Regions from separate parts of the Mus musculus genome. Here regions 2, 3 and 4 are each linked to region 1. A link is a contact called in public HiCAR-type and HiChIP or PLAC-seq data. All regions are on one chromosome and are shown on one strand. Each heading gives the region's core, a stretch centred on a gene start, on an enhancer-like site or on the middle of the called end of the contact. The rest is flanking DNA. Distances are from core to core; before and after follow the strand shown. Region 1 holds the start of Tlx3 (T cell leukemia, homeobox 3). Region 2 holds the start of Kcnmb1 (potassium large conductance calcium-activated channel, subfamily M, beta member 1). Region 3 holds the start of Kcnip1 (Kv channel-interacting protein 1). Region 4 holds the start of Ubtd2 (ubiquitin domain containing 2).

Evidence for each region. HiCAR-type assays count read pairs that join an accessible place to other places. HiChIP or PLAC-seq counts read pairs in DNA pulled down with a chosen protein or histone mark.
Region 2: an H3K4me3 HiChIP or PLAC-seq map of stem cell-derived neural progenitor cells shows a contact between it and region 1, with 12 read pairs. The contact joins the promoter of Kcnmb1 here to the promoter of Tlx3 in region 1. A contact is called at or near these places in 4 of 39 promoter capture datasets (the 3T3-L1 cell line, embryonic stem cells and hippocampal neurons) and 1 of 115 datasets of contacts at active chromatin or transcription factors (stem cell-derived neural progenitor cells).
Region 3: an H3K4me3 HiChIP or PLAC-seq map of embryonic stem cells shows a contact between it and region 1, with 6 times the contacts expected there. The contact joins the promoter of Kcnip1 here to the promoter of Tlx3 in region 1. A contact is called at or near these places in 3 of 115 datasets of contacts at active chromatin or transcription factors (craniofacial prominence, embryonic stem cells and neural tube).
Region 4: a HiCAR-type map of astrocytes shows a contact between it and region 1, with 2.4 times the contacts expected there. The contact joins the promoter of Ubtd2 here to the promoter of Tlx3 in region 1.

What each region holds. Positions count from the first base shown.
Region 1 is chr11:33,202,237-33,205,080 of GRCm38.p6, reverse strand. Tlx3 (T cell leukemia, homeobox 3) reads left to right here and starts at 1,493. Exons shown (of 3, transcript NM_019916.2): 1 at 1,493-2,042; 2 at 2,409-2,652. The coding sequence starts at 1,622.
Region 2 is chr11:33,961,682-33,964,792 of GRCm38.p6, reverse strand. Kcnmb1 (potassium large conductance calcium-activated channel, subfamily M, beta member 1) reads right to left here and starts at 1,780. Exons shown (of 4, transcript NM_031169.4): 1 at 1,467-1,780; 2 at 1-116. The coding sequence starts at 92. It also overlaps a transcript of Kcnip1 not described here.
Region 3 is chr11:33,842,228-33,845,017 of GRCm38.p6, reverse strand. It overlaps Kcnip1 (Kv channel-interacting protein 1), which reads left to right and starts at 1,332. Exons shown (of 9, transcript NM_001190885.2): 1 at 1,332-1,888. The coding sequence starts at 1,828.
Region 4 is chr11:32,453,533-32,456,733 of GRCm38.p6, reverse strand. It overlaps Ubtd2 (ubiquitin domain containing 2), which reads right to left and starts at 1,364. Exons shown (of 3, transcript NM_173784.4): 1 at 1,188-1,364. The coding sequence starts at 1,257.

The DNA of each region.
Region 1 (2,844 bases), core at 244-2,743:
TCCACCTGTCCAAGATACCTCTGCAAATAAAAAACTACCAACAAAATGAACACTTACCACCTACCATAAACATATGCTGGGTGTGGGGGTGGGAAGGGAGCCGAGCGATGTGCTGTACCTACTAAGTGTAGGGCTCTATGCTCTTAGCACTCTCAATATCTCTCTCACAGTGCTCGAATACACAGTGCACGCTTTGCCCCATTTTACAAATAAAAACCTAAAGTCTCAAATGAATTTCAAACTTACTGAGCTATAAAGTGGCCCGCCCAAACCTACACACAACTTCTGACCAACATCACAGACATGGCTTGGGGCTTTCATAGTCAGGAAACCAGAGGAAGAGGCCTTGCCGCGAGTGTAGCGCTCAGAGTTTACAGCCAACGACTTTACAATCGGCCGCTAAGAAATGACTCTGGGTCTCACCCAGACCGAGAGAAAGGTGACCACTCCCCATGTGGTGCTGGCCACGGTGTTACCGGGCTAGTGTGGACAGTCCCGAAGGCGACAGCAGATCCTAGGGTGGTCAGCGTCTGGACTGAACTGCAGCCGGTAGGAGCTCGCTGCTCAAATTTCCAAAGGAAATTTCTCCATCTGCTCTAGATGGGAACCGCCCCCTTATGTGCCACTAACGACTGAGGTCCCCAAACCTGCTGCACCTCGGAGGGGTCCCAAACCAGCGACCATGGCCCTAACTATCCCGCAACGAATTTCAAGGGGCTGAATCCCAGTTCCCCACCAGTTGACCTCGGGTCCCTAGTCCAACCGGGCCCGTACGCGTGGGCACCTGCTAGTCACCGCTCAGTCCTCCTGGCTGGGACCAGGAAGCATCTCCAAAGTGCCCGCGACGCCTCGTTGGAAGCCCGGGCGAGGACAAATTCTCCCCACGCGGGTCGGTGTCCTAGGTGGCGTGGAGAACGCTCCGGTGCTCCCCTTGTTCCACGGGTGGACAGCGCCGAGCTTGCACCCCACAATGCTACGCTTTCGTTGCTCCGAAGGAGGGCGAACGGCCCGATAGGCTTCCGCAGATTTCGTAGGACCGTTCTTGGGTTGCATCTCTGCTGTGGCTGAAGATTCATTTTGTTTGGGGTTTACGCAGATGAAAATATTTAGAAGACAACGAAAACCCCCGCGGCAAAAGGCCATTTCCCCAGCAGCGCCTACGGGCGGGTGCGGCGGCGGGAAACGGCCGAGCCCGGAGCGGGGAGCGTCTGCTAATTGCAGCTTCGTTAGATTTCGGGTTTGAGAAGCTGCGGTTCGGGCGCTAATATCCGCCGCCCATTATCCCGGCTAATAAATTTGACCTATTGTTCGTTTGTTAAAATGATGTCACCTTGGAACAGTCCCTAAGCTCCTATTTCCATGAATTAGGCCTTTATTGAAAGCCGGGAGCCAATGAGAGAAGAGAGGCTTGTTGATCGCAGCCAATGGCTGCGGCGGGAGAGGAATTAGCAGCGGAAACTCCAGGTTCGGTTCAAGAAAGATGACACAGAGCCTGTCGGGCCCGCGCACTCTTGGCAAAGTTTCAGTGCGACTGGAGGCGCCGGGCGCTCCATGGCCGCGCCGTAACGGGGACCCAGCAGCCTCCCCGCCCAGCCCAGCCCAGCCCTTCCGCCCGCCCAGGATGGAGGCGCCCGCCAGCGCGCAGACCCCACACCCGCACGAGCCCATCAGCTTCGGCATCGACCAAATCCTCAACAGCCCGGACCAGGACAGCGCGCCCGCCCCGCGGGGCCCCGACGGCGCCAGCTACCTGGGAGGGCCCCCCGGGGGCCGTCCGGGCGCCGCGTACCCGTCTCTGCCCGCCTCCTTTGCGGGCCTCGGCGCGCCCTTCGAGGACGCGGGATCTTACAGTGTCAACCTAAGCTTGGCCCCCGCCGGCGTGATCCGGGTGCCAGCGCACAGGCCGCTCCCTGGGGCCGTGCCGCCGCCTCTGCCTAGCGCGCTGCCCGCTATGCCCTCGGTGCCCACGGTCTCCAGCCTAGGCGGCCTCAATTTCCCCTGGATGGAGAGCAGTCGCCGCTTTGTAAAGGACCGCTTCACAGGTGAGCAGAGCGAACCACCAGGAGCCAGGCCTCGGCTCTCCCGGGGCCAGGGGCGCCGCGCCCTGTGCACCCCACTCCCAGGATCGATTCCAGAGGCCCAGGCGTGGCGGAGGCCTCGGCACCCAGAGCTCGGGGCGGCTATGGGTGGGGGGAGGTTGAAGGTAAATCGGAGAGTTATGGGTCGGGGGAGGGGGGAAAGAAACCAACGTCCCAGGGAAAGGGGGGGGGGCGTCCCTGCCTGGCTTGAAGCTGCGGAGGGGACTCGCGGGACGAGCGAAATAGCGGAGCACTGTGTCCCACGGGGCTCCACGTGTGGCCCGAACGGTGGTAGGGCTGGGCTTCAAGGGGCCTCATGTGTCTCTGCAGCGGCGGCCGCGCTCACGCCCTTCACCGTGACCCGGCGCATTGGCCACCCCTACCAGAACCGGACGCCACCCAAGCGTAAGAAGCCGCGCACGTCCTTTTCCCGGGTGCAGATCTGTGAGCTGGAAAAGCGCTTCCATCGCCAAAAGTACCTGGCCTCGGCCGAGAGGGCGGCGCTCGCAAAGTCCCTCAAAATGACGGACGCGCAGGTCAAGACCTGGTTCCAAAATCGGAGGACCAAGTGGCGGTGAGAGAGGCCCGGCCCGGCCCACCACGCACCTGCCCTGCACCTGCCCCGCCCTGCGCGGCAGTCCAGCATCACGCCCTCTCCTGTGCTAGCTCCTACCCGCGCCCCCTGGACCATGCATCGCCCTTCTTTTACAGATTTGTTGTCCTTTCTTCCCACCGACCTGTATCCCTCTCGCCATCTCTCCCACGC
Region 2 (3,111 bases), core at 531-3,030, 760 kb before region 1:
TAGGTGATGGCAGCACACACTACCATTGCCACTCCCAGGCAGAGGGCTCGTGTCTCTCCGCGCTTCTGGGCCATCACCAGCTTCTTCCCCATGGCCACTGGAGGCAACAGTCATTTCTAGCACCAAGAAGGCAAAGAGAAGTGAGATTAGCCCAAGTGATAGGTTCATAAGAAGGAAGGAAGGAAGGAAGGAAGGAAGGAAGGAAGGAAGGAAGGAAGGAAGGAAGGAAGGAAGGAAGGAAGGAAGGAAGGCAGGCAGGCATGAGGGGATGCAACCAAATAACAACATTGCTCTTATTTAAGTATGATAATACGTGGAGCTTTGCAACTTACATGGAGCTTTCTTACAGAGGTCTGCTCTGGCCTCTGGTAACAGCCTACAGTTAGCTTTTAAATACTCAGGATCCATTATCACCAATTATCTCCAGGAGAAGCCCAGTACACTTGAGGGGATTTCCTTGTGGTGCTGGCTTTTTCCAGTGAGCCCTCCTAGACTCCTGAGCATTCCCAAGATAAATGACAGCAGGAGTCTGCTCAAGGCTACAGCATGGAAGCTCAGAAGGGAAAGGAAGGAAGGATGTCACCTGTTCCTGAGAGGTCTCGCTCCTGTGACTGGTTGTGCCTGTAATGTCCCGATGGCTCACCAGCTACATGAAGTGAGTTCAGTTTAAATGTAAAGCTTAGGTGGGAATCTGGGATGGGCCTAATGAGAACCTCCAGCAAGAAGGATATGAAGCTCTGATATGCACTGTGGCCTGAGACAGGAAGAAATGGGTTTCCATGATAACAGAAGAGATTTCAGGGAGACTATGCCGGATGTGAAACATTAAGTATCTCAGGACTCCTTGGATGGAATTCTGTAGAAAAGTCACCTGAGGTCTGGGCTTGATCTAGGAAAGTTGGAAAGGGTTAAAGAAGAGTCCTATGTGGCATAACTGTTGGGTTGTTGATCTCTTCCTTAGAAGGACTGGGGATAGAGTATGTAAGGGTTTTGGGGGAGTTTAGAGAAGAGAGGCCATCAGATATAAGACCGAGTCCTGGCTTTTCTACTTAGCAACCATATGACTGTTAAAACAAGAACAATAGTGCCCTCCTCAGGGTCCTGATGTAGACCCACCAACACTGCTGAGCGTCACCTCATAAATAAGTGATGCCCTCCATAAACAGGCGCCATCATTAACTGAGGAATTGAAGGAGCTTGGTGCACTCTGCCAGGCCTGTTTGTCGATCCCTATCCTGATGACAAGTGACAACACTGGTCCTGACTGGCTGGCCACAAAAGAGACGCCCAGACCAGGGTCAACAGGCCAGGCAGGCCCTCCGGTGCCAGAACTCTGATGGGCATCAGGAGAGGTAGGGATTTTCACCACCCTATCCATGCCATCACAGGCTGCTGTCTCCCACCATCTCCCCTCAGCCCCGGCTTCCTAGAAGCCCTTCCCAAGCTCTCTGGGATGTAGCACTCACAGTTCTCTGGGTCTCCGCTGGCTGGCAGATGGTTTCTCTCCACTCGCCCCACCCCCACCCCCACCCCAAGTCAGGCCTGGGAGCTCTAGCAGGAAGTTTGGTCTCCCAGCTGGTCTCCAGGGAAGCAGTCTCAGTCCCATCTGGGTCGAGCCTCCATGCCCAAACATGGTCAAGTCTGAGCACACAGCTTGCCCCGGGATAAAAACTCCACAAGCAGGTACCTAGCCTCACAGCCCTCAGCTGCTGTTGGGGACTCTGCCCCTGCATTTCCCAGAGTCTCCTGGGAAACAGATGTCAAACAGCAAAAGCCATTACCCACCCCACAAGGCCATCCTGATATATGTACAAAAATGTTTCTTCTACACTCCGTCTTTCAGGCTGGCAGAGAAGCCAGGAATAGGAAATGATCTTCCTTGTGTAGTGCAGGGGAGGGAGGTAGAGGGGTTGGGCTTGTCACTAGCCCATGTTATATCCACACCAGTGCAGCCAAAGCCTCCCACCTTTGTCCCTGACTTCCTGTGTGACTCTGAACAAGTCACTGAACCTCTCTGGACCTCTGTCTTCTCCCTTCTATAATTAATAGCATTTTGAAAACTTAACTTTATTCTGGATTGTTAAGTTAGAGATGGAGTTCAGAGAAAGGAGGAAATTCCGCCTTTTAAAGACCACTGGGGCTGAGGCTGGTAGCGGTGGGTCCCACAGCTGCTTCCGGCCAGCCGTCCAGGTCCAGGGACAGTGCCATGCTGGGGACCTCCCACAGACTGACTCTGCTTCATAGGCAGAAAGTTATTGCAGCCAATACGACAACTGAACATTGGTACTGGAGGTAGGGGTGGGGGGCAAACCTGCTTTTGCACTCCGGGTCCTTGTGGATAAAGAGAGCACTGTAAGAGTTGGGAAAGCAAGAACAAGCCCCGCCCCACCCCTGCCCCAACCCCGGCCCCGCCCCCGCCCCGCCCTCCTTACACCTTGGTGCCCTGCTAGTCATCTGCACAGAACTTGATGCCTGGTCCAGAGTTTCTCTACTTGATGAACAGAGACAGATTGGAAGTTGGCCCCTCCCAGTGTCAAATCCCAGCCATCTCTGCCACCAAGGGACTGTTCTAACACCTCAAACCATACCTCTGTTATGTCTCCAGCCACCTAAAGTTCTAGAAGTAGCCTCTGGTGTCCCCAGGCCCAGGGCAGTGGGTGCATCTTAGATATTCCTGATCACTAGGTGTTAGCACCTCTCACCTAAGCCTAACACCTGATAATCAGGGCCCTCTAAGGCCCAGAAAGAAAGTTGTCACTCAAGGCTCCTTGACACTCTGGGGGGTGAACAGCACCCCATCCCCCTTTAGTCACTGACTCTAACTAGAGAGACAACTACCTGTTTAGTTGCCTCATAGCAACTGGAGATTTATTAGTGTGCATGTGCCTGCATGTGTGTGTGGTGCTTAAATGATTTGTGCATGTGTGTGTGATATGTGTGTGTTTGGATAGGTATGGTGTGTGTATTATGTGTGTATGATATTGTGTATATGTGTGTGTACTTGATATTTTCACACATGCATGCATTCATGGAAACCAAAGGGAGACATTGGGTGTTTTTCTCCATCTGGCCCACCTCAGGAAGGACCTTTCGGCTGAGCAGCAGTGGGAC
Region 3 (2,790 bases), core at 83-2,582, 640 kb before region 1:
GAGGGTCTTAGCTGGGGTCTTACAGGTGCACACCCCACCCACCTCATGTGTATTATGGGTTTGGAGTCTGTGTGCAGCATCTCAATATCTGTGTGGGCATGAGGGACCTGTGCCCATATGTTCATGGTTGCATATATGTGTGCGTGTTTATGACGCCATATGTTAAGGGATGCTGTGAGCTCCCAACACAGCATGTGTCTGTGTGCTGCAGAGGAAATGACTGGACAGGGGTCTGGAAAGAGAGGGGGTTGGGGATTCTCAGTGCAAACACAGAGGGAATCCTCAGTGAATGTCCAGGCAGACAGGGCAGACAGGCAGCTAGGCTGGGGAAGAGGAAATTCAAAGCTTTCTAGGGAGACACCTGTCATCAGTTGCCACCAGGAGTTGCCACAGGTCCTCCATCATTGCCTTTTCAGTGGAAAGCTGAAGTGGGGCTTGAGGGTTCTTGCCACCTGAAGGGAAGGTCATGGAAGGAAGATTGCTTTCTAAATTCAAGAGTTACCCCCTGGGTTCCTAACTCAAGTACTGTCCCCACAGGTGTCTGATTTGCAGGTGACAGAGCAAACACACACACACACACACACACACACACACACAGAGAGAGAGAGAGAGAGAGAGAGAGAGAGAGAGAGAGAGAGAGAGAGAGAGAGAGAGAACACAAAGAGGGGGTCAGGTAGCAAGAGCCTAAGGGGACCCACAGCTACTTCTCGTCCCACTTCCCCCACTTCCTGTCACTAGAAATGAGCTCTGGTCCTAGGGGATTCTGCAGGTCCCCAACACCTCCTACAGAGTTCAAAGGAGCCCTTCTTCTTGATGACAACTCTCTTTAGGTGGGGCAGACTTTACTCCACACCAGAAAGGTAGGCAGTGGTTAAATGATTTTCTCTAAAGTCAAATGAAATCTTAATGCCCTCCCTTTCTCTCTCTCTGTCTCTCTGTCTGTCTCTCTGTCTGTCTCTCTGTCTCTGTCTCTGTCTCTGTCTCTGTCTCTCTCTCTCTCTCTCTCTCTCTCTCTCTCTCTCTCTCACACACACACACACACACACACACACACTCACTCACTCACTCACACTCACATATTTATATTCATCCTGGGGGTCACCTGCTGCCTCCTACCCAAGCTGCACCCACCAGCCAGGTGCCTGATCACATCTGTCTGCCCAGAAGGACATCCCCGGTGTCCCGCACAGCCAGGAGTAGAGCCTTGTAGACAGCAGGGCCAGGTCCCCACCCCGCCCCTCTGCGGTCCCCAGGCGGCCTCCGCCGCCTCCCCCACCATCCCCCGCGCCTGGTTCTGAGCCCCGCTCTACTCCGCACCAGTCCCTGGCGCTGTTCATTCATGATTGGTACTCGGCCCCCTGAGATCCAGCCCGAGCGCGGGGCGGAGCGGCCGGGTGGCAGCAGGGGCGGGCGGGCGGAGCGCAGCTCCCGCACCGCACGCGGCGCGGGCTCGGCAGCCTCGGCCGTGCGGGCACGCCGGCCCCGTGTCCAACATCAGGCAGGCTTTGGGGCTCGGGGCTCGGGCCTCGGAGAAGCCAGTGGCCCGGCTGGGTGCCCGCACCGGGGGGCGCCTGTGAAGGCTCCCGCGAGCCTCTGGCCCTGGGAGTCAGTGCATGTGCCTGGCTGAAGAAGGCAGCAGCCACGAGCTCCAGGCGCCCCGGCCCCACGTTTTCTGAATACCAAGCTGCAGGCGAGCTGCTCGGGGCTTTTTTGCTTTCTCGCTTTTCCTCTCCTCCAATTCAAAGTGGGCAATCCACACCGATTTCTTTTCAGGGGAGGGAAGAGACAGGGCCTGGGGTCCCAAGACGCACACAAGTCTTCGCTGCCATGGGGGCCGTCATGGGCACTTTCTCCTCCCTGCAGACCAAACAAAGGCGACCCTCTAAAGGTAAGCACTCTGTCCTCTATTTACTCCCCTGGATAGGTTTGGGGGCACTGGGTGTTGTGTTGGGATGAAACGTCTGTCTCTCTTAGTTCCAAACCCACTGTCCGTGAGGGTTTTGGACAACCTCATGAATCCAAGGAATTAAGAGCCTCGTGGGAGGGTTGGTGTGAACACCCAGGGGTAGCAGCCGAAGTGGACGCTGGCCCCAGCAGGGGTGTGGGTACCCTTCTCTTCTAGGGAATGTATTGGAGCAAGACAGGCAGATTCACAGGTGGAGAAAACTGCGTTCTCTGGGGTGGGCGGAAATGTTGGGAGGCTCTTCCCACTCCCATGAGGGCTGATGTTGGTGCAACCTCGAACATCCAGCAAGGGTGCCTCCTTGGGAATGGCCATGCCTTGCCAGGTGCTGACTTGGGAATCTAATCATGAGGAAAACGGTGATTTACCGGTCCATCCTTAAAACCTCTGCAAGCCAAAAGGAATCAGCTACGTCCAGGTGGTAGAGCCCCCAGGCGGGTCCTGGGACACAAGCAGTCTGTAGGAAAAAACAAATAGCAGGGCTGTGCTGCTATGGTGGTCTGAGGACTTCAGAGGAATGGGGAGAACTGTCAAAAGGGGGGCTGGGGCGACAAGCTCACATATCCTGAGATGTCCCTGTCAGGAGCCTGCCTTTCTCCAGCTGTGGCATGCCCATCTTCAGTGGGACAGTTATTAGATGGCCACGTGGAGTCAAGTGACCTTGTTGGGCCAAAAGCACACAATGCAGGCCCCCTTTTCAACAGGCAGAAAGTTGCTTATAGAAACAAGAAGACTGGAAACAAATCAGAAAAAAAAAAAAAAGATAATGACAGGCTTGGTTTGCTTAATGCTCAAAAGCCATTGAAGATAGCAGAAGGGTTCTAAAT
Region 4 (3,201 bases), core at 115-2,614, 750 kb after region 1:
ACATATGTCAAAGTTATACTGAATGCTAGTAAGTACTAGCATGCTTAACTGGTACCATCTGATCACTGATCTGCCCTCAGCCCAGTGGTATCACGCCCTTTCTACACTTGGGCTTTGTTGTCAAAAGGACCTCACCAAGTAAATAGGCTGTGACGTGAAATCCACTACAAAGGAGCATTTCCATGGACTACTTTTTCACGACAGTTTTCACTGAGTTCTCAAATAACTTGCCCAACATTTAGTGACAGAGATTTTAGTGAAGTGGAACGGCTAAAACATCACGTAAAAAGGGAAATGTCTTGTACAAAAGTTGGGTGCCTAAGAGTCGTCTCAAGGTGTGAAAAGATGTGCCTATTCTCATGCAACTAAACAACTTTAAAATATGCACCCGATTTGAAGGCACCCAATACAAGGTTCGAATCAAATCATGTTATCCCTGGTTGGTGGCTCTTTTCTACAAGGTTCGAACTTCTACACACTCTATATACTGGATGGGCTCCGCACTTTTAAGGTCAATAAAAGCAGAGTCAATCTTACCACTCCTATCCCTCTACAACGACTACGAATGGAATTAAGAGACCTCTCATCACGGTTACGGTAACCCAGAAGTGCGAGTCGCGTTGGAAAAACTTTTACTCAAAGCACTAATCTTATACTGGGGTACTTTCTATCCTGCACGTTTTCCTTTTACGTAAGACACATCGGAATTTGACGAGTGCGCCCCGACGGCACATTGGGCTAACGCCCCTGGCAGCAGCAGAGAGCCACGTTTTCCTCGGGCCGATCGTCTCCCCCCTCCTCCATAAAACACTGCCCATGGCCACTTGGAGACTTCCCCAACCCAGCTCCAGAAACTGGAACCAACCGGGGCAGCTGTCATCCGAAACTCAGGAAAGCTGAGCCCGGCCAACTCTGCCGACGCGGGAAGGGCTGGGGGTGCGGCGGGGCCCGTCGGGGGCACTCCCGGCTGTCCCCCTCCCCGGCCCCACGAGCCGCAATCCGGCAGCCGAGTTGTCCTCCCAGCTAGAGTACCCCCCAATCCAGGCCTAGGCCCGCGGTCCCGCGTGGGGCCCGAAGCGCGTGGCGGGGCCGACGCAGAGCAGAAACGACAAAGGGGCGCGGGGTCGGGACAGGTGGCCGCCGCCGCGAACAATGGGGGGCCGCGGCTGCCCCCTGGCGCCACCTACCTCCCGTGCCGTCCGAGTTCTCGTTGAGGCTGCCCGAAGAGTCGTGCTGGGCGCCCACGCACCCGCCCATGGGGCCGCGGCCGCCACCTCAGGGCGCTCGTCCCGGCCGCCGCCTCAGCCTGCTCCCGCGTCGCCGCCTCGGGCCAGGCGCCGCTCTCTCGCCGCTCAGCCTCCGCCCCCTCGCCGCTCCTCCCACCGCCTCGCCCAGCCCCTTCCTCCGCGCCCACTTCTACCTCAGCCCCCCGGCCGCCTGGCCCGCAGGCCCGGCCCGCGTGCCTTCCTCGGCTCCCGCTCGGCCCCGCCAGGCCGGGCTTGGCCCATCCCGGGCGGGCCGCAGCGCCCGCTCGCCCCTCACTTCCCCGCGCCCCCGCGTCTAGGCAAGCCCCACCACTGCCGCCGCCGCCACCCGGCTGCCAGGCCCCATCGCCCCCGCCCGCGGCGCCACCCTCAGCCGGGCTCGGCTTGCACTCGGCCGGCCCGCTGGAACGGCCTCGAGGGGCGGGGCCGCGCTCTGATTGGCTGCATGCACCGAGGGGGCGGAGAATACCGAGCAGAACCGAGTGGAGACGAGCGCCCGAGGCCGGGAGAGTAGGGGGCAAGCGGAGGTGGGCCGGAAAGAAGGGGGAGGACTCAAGTAAGGACGAAGTGGCCAGCTCGTCCTTACTTGAGGACGAGGTGGGGCTCCTTCTGGTGTGGCCGGTGGGAGAGGGTACCGAGGAGTCGTAGGAGACTCTGGGTCGTAGACGGGCTGGGCGTGCTTAGAGGGGTTAGCCTGACCGCAAGTCCCTGCACCCCTTGAATTTGTGGAAAGCAGCGAGCTGGCCACCGAGTCTGGGTTTCCCTTACCCCAGGTCCGCAGCCCCTGCCATCACTGCGCCCGCTTGGTAGAGGTGCTCTCTGATTGTGCAGGCCTGTTGTCCCGTGCGGGGAGCGAAGGGGCACGGGTGTGTGTATCGTTCCCACAGGCTTCGCTTTACCGACAATACTACCACTCTAGATCCTGGCATTAGACATCTTAAGTCGTCTTTAGAACAAAGTGAAGTATTAATATTAATACTCTGCATTTTATAAACTAGAATTTGGTACATTGACCACGCCCAACATTCTTGGCGGTTACCATCCCAACCTAAGCCAAACTGTTAATGGCCCCTTTGGAGTTGTGCTCCTTGCTGTGGCGCCTTAACATTTTTATCGGCCTGCTTGGGTGCTTGGGTCTTTGAAAGCATTTTTTTTTCTTTTTTTTTTTTTTTTTTTTTGCCTAAGCTGTTCCACTTTTATGCCAGACTTTCCTTTTATAAAACCCTGGGTCAGCTTTTGCTTAGCATTAAAAAAAAAATTTTTTTTAAGTGAAATACCTAAGAAAGAGACAGTCTGCTTCTTAGGATTTGCATTTAAATGTATTCTCATGCACTGCTGGTGGGAGTGTAAATTGGTTCAATCTTTTTGCAAAGGTTTGGCAGTGCCAATCAACAGCTTTAAAAATGTTCCTACCATTTGAGTGGGGTTATTTCACATCTGGGAGTCTAGCTTTCAGAAAAAGTCCAAATTAAAATTTGCGGCCTGGTATTCATTTGCTAGGCAGGCAAAAATTTGGGTTAAACAAACAAAGCTCTGGGTTTATATGAAAACACAGAAATGGCTCTGAAATAGAAGTCCACTATTTTGTCTTAATGCTTGAAGGATTAGCTTTACCGTCACTGTAGGCCTGAGCTCTGAAAAAAATAAGCAGTATACAGTTAGATGTTGTTACGGATTTTCAGAGCTTGCTTTTCCATAAGGGCTTGGTAACAGCCGTGTCACAGAGCCGTCTATCTGATCCTTCCCAGCTGAATGCTCACGTTGTCAGATACTAGTCACTTTATCTCTTCCCTGAAGGAGAGAGGCTGTCTGAGAATTTGCAAAGAGATTGCTTTGTCCTGAATTTCACTCCAGAAATTGCAGCAACCAAGACTTGTACGATGTCTATTAAACAGATGGTAGGCACCCAAATGCTAAGGGCTTTCTGCTGAGCAGT